Regions from separate parts of the Bombyx mori genome. Here region 2 is linked to region 1. Evidence: chromatin contacts called from public Hi-C data. All regions are on one chromosome and are shown on one strand. Each heading gives the region's core, a stretch centred on a gene start, on an enhancer-like site or on the middle of the called end of the contact. The rest is flanking DNA. Distances are from core to core; before and after follow the strand shown.

Evidence for each region. A called contact is a pair of places that touch in the nucleus more often than the background predicts.
Region 2: a Hi-C map of whole pupa shows a contact between it and region 1, with 2.4 times the contacts expected there. The contact joins the enhancer-like site here to the promoter of LOC101735390 in region 1. A contact is called at or near these places in 2 of 7 Hi-C or Micro-C datasets (midgut and whole pupa).

The regions. Positions count from the first base shown.
Region 1 is chr16:8,464,721-8,469,995 of ASM3026992v2, forward strand. LOC101735390 (optomotor-blind protein) reads left to right here and starts at 1,958. Exons shown (of 7, transcript XM_038016614.2): 1 at 1,958-2,546. The coding sequence starts at 2,227.
Region 2 is chr16:8,559,812-8,564,860 of ASM3026992v2, forward strand. The region is part of intron 3 of LOC101735390 (optomotor-blind protein); the gene reads left to right. Among protein-coding and RNA genes, the nearest start is that of LOC134200339, 87 kb to the right of the region's middle. Within about 2 kb of position 2,295, at least 6 of the 8 cell types and tissues checked have open chromatin away from gene starts, as enhancers often do.

The DNA.
Region 1 (5,275 bases), core at 708-3,207:
AACTCTTTCTCTCACCAGCCCTAGGGTGATACTTAAATAGCTTAGTCCACATTTGTCTTCAACAGCTCAGCAGAAACACGCCACTATTGCAATTATTTTTTTCACCCCAAAAACATGAGGCATTCCGATTCATAAGAAGGATTGTCGGTCTTAAATCCGGTCTACGAAGTTATATTTAAAGTTGAACAATAGTATTTTCTTCATGGCAGCTATGGGCTATTGGTGTTTCAAATCGAGTTACCAATTTTTCCGTATGTCCATCTCAAATATAAATATTAAATGCAAAAAGTGTGAATTTAATTTCCATCACACGTTATCGTCTCTCCATTGTGGAAAATCGTTCTTGAGTTTTTCATACAGAATAAGTTATGTCATGTTTATTACAACTAGAGGTCCCGCAGTAGTCGAAATTCGACTATAATTAATTGGATTTGTAAGTTTGTACACTATTATGATTGTATTTTATACTTCTATAATCACAAATTTCGCCAAGACTACACTATGAAAATTATTAACAAAGGCAAACAATATTTAATCTATTCTCAATTTGACAACAGACGTCAAGAACAAAAGTTTGACAATAAATAGTATGCATGCGTGTGTGCATTAAATACATGGTATGTAGTGTGTGTAATGTTTTCTTTATTGATTTAATGTATCTTTTATGCATTATTTAAAAAAAATATTAGCATTGTGCACTTCTCTGTATTCTTTATAAGTGTGGAAAATTTCATACTCCTCCGTCCGCGCAATTTTCGTAAAAAGACTTGTGTAGGTATATCTCAGATCACAAACCGAAATGCTACACCGATAAGCTTAAGAGTAATAACAACTTTTATAGACAGTTAATAAAAACTGTGCATTTTTCTTAAAACACGTAAACAAATCTAGGTACATAAAAATTTAAACGGCTATCGGAATAAATCATTTCCAATATTATTTCTGGACTTTAAAATTGTTTCAGCGTTCTGTAAATAGTTTTTTTACACGATCAAAGCGATTTACCTACGTTAAATTATTGCAACTTCTAGTCCGTTTTGAAGATTCCTGTAATACAAAAAAATATATTTTGTTTTTTTTTATACTCAATTCAGCCAGTATGATAGATTTTGGAAAGGTGTGACTTGAAATTTAGTTTGACCTGTTTGTAGTTTGACCTGGAAGCATAAAGAGAAATGATTCCTTTGAATTGTAATCACTCTATAATGATGCGTGAGAATGTCGCATACACATTAATAATATAGGTACGTTATAATAACTATCTAAATGTTGACCATAGACTTGTACTATCACAAAAGTATTGAACTGAATTTAAATAAAGTTTAGCTTTCACGATTTCAAGATATTGCCCCGAGAAAATAAGCCTTCCGAATTGATATTATTTAATTAATATGGTAAGTACACTAAAGCTAGATTTTGCATTTGAAATACGTTGTATGAAAAACAGATTCGAGAAAAACATTTTTTTGTTAAGCTTTAGTGGAAAAAACTGATTTTACGTAATTATAGTTTAAGAAATAATTTTAATGATATTTATAGTTTACCAATGTTAAGTAAATGTGACTTCAAAAACAACAAAAGAAACTCGAATAATTACAGTGAAATGACAACGGCGATTTTACTTCTCCCCAGAAGTTAAGTTAATACAAAAGTTTTAAAGGACGAACTGTCTACAAAGTTCAAGCACACGACTATTGTCTTTCTCTTATGTAGGTACGTATTTGGACCATTTTTAAGCCGAGAACGCCTGTGAGAACCTCGTGAGTTTCTCAGTATGAGGTCGCAATGTGGAGGGCCGAGTCTAGCATCGCACCACAAAAGATACATCGAGAACGTAACGAGCTCAATTGATGAAGGAACGGAAACGTGTCCAATTAGAAGGAGGCGGCGGGCGCGGCGGCGAGCGCGAGTGTCGCCCCCGCGCGCCGCATTAACCAGATTAGCGGAGCGCCCCTCGGCGAGGTGTGGCGGACACCTCGCGCCGCCGGGAAACAACGCGGCCCCGCCCGCCAGCGCCATTGGGCGGCGCGCGGCGGAGGGGTGTCGGACGCGGCGCCGCCGGCGGCCAGTCGTTTGACGCCTGCCGCGAGAGCGGTCGCCGCCACGGGACGAGCGAAAAGTGTCGCGAACGAGTCGCCGGTCGGCGCGTTATGGACGTTGCATGAGCGCGAGCCGCCGGGCACGCCGGTCGTGGAGCGCGCGCCGTGGGCCCCAGGCGGCGCGGGCATGCGCTTCGAGGGCGCGGAGCGGCGCGACGCCGTCGCCTTCCATCCGCTGCTGGCGCCGCGCCCGAGCGACTTCTCGGTGTCGGCGCTGCTGACGGCGGGCGCGCTGCCGCCGCCGCCTTACTTGCCGGCCGCGTTGGCCGCTGCCGCCGCGCTGTCCGCTCCCTGTCCTCTGCTCAAGCCTCCGCCGCCGCCGTACGCGCCTCTACCGCCTGACGACGACGGTGTCGTCGACGATCCTAAGGTCACCCTTGAAGGCAAGGACCTCTGGGAGAAGTTTCACAAGCTCGGCACCGAGATGGTGATCACCAAGAGTGGCAGGTCAGTACGGCCCCGTGACGCGATCCGCCTTTGCTCATTACTGTGATGCGTGCTCGAGATGTTTTAACGTGATTAGTGTTGTGAGTGATATCGTCCACTGCATACCTATATTATAGATGGTACGACTGGTAAGTAACGAACCTCTAGGGCTGTAGAATATCGAATAAAACAAAAACTAAAAAAATAAGCATCACTGTGCGATTGTTTACAAATACATTACTTGTTTACTTTAGGCCAATTTCAAAACGAAAGACTAATAACTAAAAAAAGACACGGCAAAAAGTAATTTATTCATATAACCGAAAAGGAAAAACTGGCACAGAATATTACAACTTTTAATAAAGTTAAAATCGAAACTCATCCACACAAAATTATAGGCTTAAAATTGTAGTTGAAATGTGTATTGCTAACAAGCAAAAAACATAACTGCAACATGTAATTAACTATTGTTTACTTACAACAACGATATTATATTATCGGGTTATAAAATAAATAATTTCTGGTTTACTGAACAACACTGATGTGATTCGAAGCGATGTATTTAGGATTTATAGGCGCATTTTTTCATCAAGCTTCTGGCCGCCGCTCCCGTGCTCTACTTGCAACTGGGTGACAATAATTATGTCAAATAATGAAAAATCATGAATTTCACTGATTATTTTATATTCGATAAATCTTATGGATAAAAAGTGTGACATTGAAATGTTAAATTTCGTAAAAACAAATCCAACGTATACTATTTTGTATGTTCAATGACGTTTTGTTAACCAAACTCGCATTGCAGTTTTGATTGATTTATTTTAAACAACCAATTGAGTCCAATCATTTAGTACAATCTGAAGGTTTGCATTGCAATTTAGACGTTGTTCCACAATAGATTTATTGACAGAATAAACAAATGATTTGAATGAAATGATTTTTTTTTATTTTATACTCAAATCAGCCAGTTAGTATGATAAATTTTGGAAAGGTGTGATTTGAAATTTAGTTTGACCTGTTTGTAGTTTGACCTGGAAGCATAAAGAGAAATGATTCATTTTGAATTGTAATTTATTTATTTATTTAGACACACCAACAGCAATACACACAAAACATTCAAGCTTAAAATTAACATGTATATAATTGAGTACTGGTATGTAAGCCAGTTACAGGCATGTACAGCAATCTCTTATAACAAACTATGACATGTTACAGCAATTTTACAAACAGCGGAAAAATAGCCTAAATTTATATGTTAACAGTACGACAAAAAAAATTATATTTGAAAGTAATATAATAAATAAAGTAATCACTCTATAATGATGCGTGAGAATGTCGCATACACATTAATGATATAGGTACGTTATAATAACTATCTAAATTTTGACCATAGACTTGTACTATCACAAAAGTATTGAACTGAATTTAAATAAAGCTTAGTTTTCACGATTTATTGTTCCACATTAGATTTATTGACAGAATAAACAAATGACAGGCGCAACCGACATTGTAGTAGATTACTAATATTTGCAACTTGATAGAAGTCAATAAGATAAGATAGACAATGCTTGTTTGAAATAATCTGCAAGTCAAGTGTGCCTAAATGCAGGAATTTTAATTTTCTTTCCTTAATAACCACTCAAAGTTTTGCCAAACAATTGTCTTTGCCTCTGTAAATATTGGAAACTGCCTATTCGTTTTGGCCTATTACAACGAATCACATATTATTATACGTATTGATCCGTAAAATAACGATTGTAAAATGATCTAAATCGTTCATTCACGAAACATAAAGTGAAACCATCAAAACAGCTTTACAACAGTTGAAACAGTAAAATTAACTCGAACGGGAACACTTGAAGGGCTAAAATATCTGTGAGTCGTCCACAACTTTTGGAAGAGGGTTGACGAAACTTCAAAGAGGAGCCCACGGAAGGAAAAAAAGAACGAAGATGTTTTTTTTTTCGGAAGTTAAAGTGGCGAACATTATTGTGAAGGCGTCGGTCGACCTTTTCTCGAAAAATGCAAAGTTAAAAGTCTAAAAAACCAACAAAAACAAAGTTCTGCTCCTCTTCCGTATAGCGCGCTATTTCGAGGGAAATTAATTGTTGTTTGATTGACTTAGAAGACTGCGCTTGTAATTTCTATTGCATAGGTGAATGAACTCGTACTGGACGTCGTGTGGGTAGACCAATGAGGTGGACAGACGACCTGGTCTAAATAACGAGTAAAGACTGGATGCGAAAGGCAAGAGACCGAAAAGAATGGAGTGCATTTGAAAAGACCTACACCTAACACTGGATATACATGGGTTGAAGAAGAGAGAGAAGAGAGAGAGGTGAAAGAACTCGCGCACATGAATGCTACCACCTGTCTTGAGACATGTCTCAATAGCATGCCTCATGTAGCGGTTGTTACACTCCGAACTAGAACGCATTACTACTTCCCGGCAGAGATAGGCAGGGTAATGGTACCTAGTCTATCTACCAGTAAAATCATATCACATGTATCTTAGTGCCAAATACAGATCGGAAATTGTAAAATGAATAAAAATATCCGAGGAAAGTGATTTAGTTATTTTCAATTTATTAATATATACTTACAATACAGTATAGTACAAAATCGTACAATCAATATTAAATATTATAATTAAACAATTTAATAAAATCAATGTATCTTTTTTTTTTCAATCTGCATGAATTAAAGTCGTGTGTAAAATGATACACGTGTAAAATATAACATAAAAACAA
Region 2 (5,049 bases), core at 1,045-3,544, 95 kb after region 1:
AGGAAAAAGGAATTGTTTTAAACATTAACTATTTATACCAAAAACAAAATTAATTTTAAAATTTGGTCACACTTTAGAATTCCTCATTGTCGAGGTTAATGCCTTTATTCATAAAAATTGCGACAAAAGAAAGACAAAAGAAAACTTTTTTTTATTGCTTAGATTGACGGACAAGCTCATAGCCCACCTGGTGTTAAGTGGTTACTGGAGCCCATAGACATCTACAAACGTAAATGCGCCACCCACCTTGAGATATAAGCTCTAAGGTCTCAGTATAGTTACAACGGCTGCCCCACCCTTCAAACCGAAACGCATTATTGCTTCTCGGCAGAAATAGGCAGGGTGGTGGCACCTACCCGTGCGGACTCACAAGAGGACCTACCAGCAGTTTTTGTTATTTTGAAGAAAACTCCCAAACATTATCGGTAGCGTGTACACAAAACCAAAGATAAGCTTGCTAACCCATTGAAATATTTCTCGAACAAGCATAATGTTTGTAATTCAGCGATAAATGTAATAATAAAATATTATTAATATACCCTGGCGGCCATTGCGAGGCGTGACGTAATAGCTTAAGCCTCTTCCACACTGAACACTAATCCGACGTTTCTATTGTTTGTGCACCCCTTGGAACGCACCCTAGTTTAGTTCCGAGATAATTTATTTATGTTTTCAATGTACTGTAAGCTTTAGGATATAAGGATGAGAATCGATTGTATCAGAATTTTTTCGTTTGGATTCATTGGTTAACATGATGTTTCCAAGTTTGCGATAGTTTCTGTGATTATTTGTTGTAACAATTTTTTGTCTGAACAACAAATGCTACCTCTATTTTGATTAAATTTGGTTCATTGCTATGTTATACCCTAAATATAGATACAATGCTGAAATGGGTCTATTATTTGATTCTTTAGTCGGCGATAACCCATACGAAAGCTTTTACGGCCAGAAGATCGTATCTGATCTGTCTGACTGGCAATTAGAAGACATCGTTATCATTAACAGCCTATTTTAGTCCACTGCGGGACCAAGGACCTCTCGCAAGGCAAGTCACGTGACCCGATCCATGAACTACCCACTATTCTTCGCCACCCGACTTTGGAATGTAGCTATTTTCTTCCACTAAACGCAACAACATGTTCATGTCAAACTCTCGTAATGAACTCATCATTTAGCTATTACGATAACTCATACAATTATTTCTTTTTTTTTTTAATAAAACATACTTTACCTACTTTAAAATATTTTTACTGAGGAATCAATAACCCAAATAAAGAATTTATTTGTTGTTTAAAAAACAACATTACTGGGCTCAGGATCGTTAGTCTGTTTTTATTTTTTTATTTCCCTTGTTAGCAGATGAACATACGGCCCACCTGATGGTGAGTGGTTACCGTCGCCCATGGATTTCAGCAATGCTAGGCGTAGAGCCAAGCGGCTGCGTACTGTTTTTTCTTTTAGGTCATAAATAATTCGTTAGATATTCATAATGATAATCGATTGTTACTATTAATCGTAATCGTAACAGTTTCATCCCTGTGTCAATTGAGGCTTGATAAGATACCTCGACGGAAGACAACGGTATGACTGTGTATCCCTTGCATTGCTTACATCCATGAGCACTAGAGACAATAATTCCTTTGCATTAGAAAACAACAAAAATTAACAGTACCCCTTATAAACCTTTTTCTTTCAATTTCAATCGTTTAGTAAGAAGCTGGCTAGTCCTTCATGAAGCACTAATAATTCGTTGTGGTTCGAAGTTTAAATTCGCAGGGGGTACCTACCTAAGTTAACTTTAAGTATATTTACTTGAAAACATGCCAAAAACGCCGAGTGTGTAAATAGTTTTATGTACATGCAAATTTACTGACAAAACAACATTTACATTTTACAAAGCAATGATTTCGTCGATTCATTGTCTCTTCATTAATTCTAAATAATTTTAACATAGTATATAAATAAATAGCAATGCAATATAGTTCTTTAGCAGGCGCACTATAGTCTGAAATAAGTTTAAAAGGAATGGAAATTGGGAAAACAGTTAACATAAAAAAAATGTATCACAAAGAAATTCGAAGATGGGTTATCCTTAACAATAAAAACAATTCGATGACTTAATTTTACTCTAAGAAAACATACCAAAGCATCATCATATACATAACTAGAAAATAACAATATCGGAACATCACCTTTCGACTTGATGACTATGAATGACAACTCTTAATGGCCCAACAAAATGTCAGCCTATACAAATGTGTGATATCGCCCTTACTCACCGGTACAAGGGTGTCAATGAGATTACGAATGGCGCCTCGTGATTGGTCAAACTGGTTGACGTCACAGGCATCCGGTCACGCCCCGCACGGTCGAATTACCGGATCAGTATGTCCGGCATTACTGGCGTCGAGGATAACATCGGGAAATTGACTATTGGGGTATTCGGCCAAACACCAAGCTACTCGACTATTCGCGCAGTAATTTTTCGCATACGATACAAGCTTATCGTTCTTGAGAAACCACAGACGTTCTGATCAGAAGACCGGTCTCTACAAGCTTGTAGGTGCTTACCAAATTTGGGCGTTCAACAAGGCTGTTTGATCAACAAGTTTTGGATTTTTTTTTAAAGTCCTTATTTATCAAACCGTATTACGGTCTTTAACGTTGAATTACCCACAGACACAGCCCACTGAATTTCTCGCCGGATCTTCTCAGTGGGTCGCGTTTCCGATCCGGTGGTAGATTCTGCAAAGCGCTGCTCTTGCTAGGGCCAGTGTTAGCAACACTCCGGTTTGAGCCCCGTGAGCTCACCTATACGTTAGGGCGAAGCTTACCCTCTTAAGGCTATCAGCATAGGTAGGAGATAAAAAAAGAGGTTGAATGGGGCAGGGACCGAAGCTCCTACAAGGTCCCCGCGACTGGGGACGCACAGGGTATCTGTCACTAGATGGTCTGCAGATGCTGGAAGCGGACCGCGGGCCCAAGGATGGAATTAAGGGCCTACTCACTAAACGATCAGAACCCAGAAGGGGCAAGGGGGTTACCGCAGTCAACACTGTTAGTGGTTACACAACAGATGCCTCACACCAAATTCTAAACGTTATTTAAAAAGATGAATAAGTCTATTGTGAATTTTTTTTATTGCGTAGCTGGGCGGACGCTCACAGCCCACCTGGTGTTAAGTTGTTACCGGAGCCCATTGACATCTACAACGTAAATACCACTACCCACCTTGAGATATGAGTTCTAAGGTCTCAGTATAGTTACAACGGCTGCTCTATCTTTTAAACCGAAACGCATTACTGCTTCACGGCAGAAATAGGCAGGGTGTTGTGCCATACAGCAAACACATTCTAAGGACAAGATCCTAATCCTATTCTCAAAGGTTTGAATACGAAATTTTACACATTGTAAGAAAACGATACAATAGCAAATACTATCGAAAATCTTTCTGTAAGAATAACTGGAAATATCTTAAAGGACACACATTTATTGGAAATACGTTCCCGCGACTCTCCATTGATGGTACTATTTTATAAATCTATCTCCTGACTGAGCCCTTGACTTCGCCCACCCATCTTGGTGAAGCTGGATAAATCTTTAGGCCAGCTAGATCCATCCATAGAAAAGCCAACAACGAATCTATAAAATTCGTTTGAATATGCTTTGCGCAAAATGCCTTCACTAAACAAATTGAAAGATATAAATTATTATGATGTTCCAATACTTACTATATAATTTAAGAGTCATTTGAAATTTTCTCGTCTATCTGAATTACAGGCATTATTATTTAACGGGCTCCCACCACAATTCTAGCCGTGGTCATGACGCTTGCAACACACCGAATTATCGGAAACTAATCAAATGTGTAGGTAATTCGCGGTAAGAACCCGTATGGCTAACATTTCGTTCTGACATAGTCGTATCCTGGACAGTACTGATAAACGTAATAGCTTGATTAATGATCTAAGCAACTTTACTGAATTTGGAATAAATTATAACTAAATCATGAAATGTCAGGTACGAAATATTATAGTTATAAAAAAAAAGGTAATACGGAGTATACTGAAAATCAGCTATTTAAAACCGCCATAAGGAACAAACAACAAACAAACGCCGACGGAATCTGCTTTTTCCTGTTAAACATTTTAAAAAAAAATCACATGATACACATTGTCTCCGAACAACACAATATGCTTTCGGTTCTCTGAGGTCATCAAAGTCTAGAAAGTTATAGCCGCATTCCCGGGGTGGCGCGACCATCTCTGCTCAGGCTTAGGGCCACTGTGGACCCGCGTAATTGGCCCTGGCGCCTGTCTGCTGCTATAGTTTTACTCCTTTTTTGACCTCGGGCGATCGTCCCACAATTTTTTTGTTCGACGCTTGTTGGTTTTGAGAATTAGCATGTCTTATTAGCATAGCTGTCGTGATAACCGTGATTGCTGTTTTAACAGCTCGGCGGTTTGAACCGAGTGTGGTATAAGCGAACTTTTTTTTTGATGTTGGTAATTCATCGTAAAATTACAATAAAATATTCTTAGTAAATTGAAAGGAAGTAAACAAGTATACTAAAAAAAGGAATAGCTTTGCGAGTTTCAAGATAATTTTTCATATTTTCAGAATAAATGAACTTTTTAAAATGGTAACTATGAGATATGAAATGTTGAGTAGATCGTCAAGATTAGGAATTCTATTAAATCAGCTAAACGATACACCAAATTCTCAACAATTGCTTTCGACATGCGTTCGCGATGCTTCGAGAATCACAAAAAAATAACCAACAAAGCGCAAACAAAGGCCGACTGCGGCGATGTTTCCGTTAAAATATGCGTCTGCGCTCCGGTCACCGAATCGGTAATATTGTTAACAGGGAGTAAAATGACTACACAGGAAACCAAAAGGAGAATTATGCATCATCTCGGGAATTTCTCAATAAGACGTGTCGTGCGCGTGGGGCCGACGCGGGCGCCGCCCCGTGGCGCGTCGGTGGCGCCTCCAGCGAGCGCCCATCGTCCCTCTCGCTCGCGCACGGGTGGCCACCTCACGCGC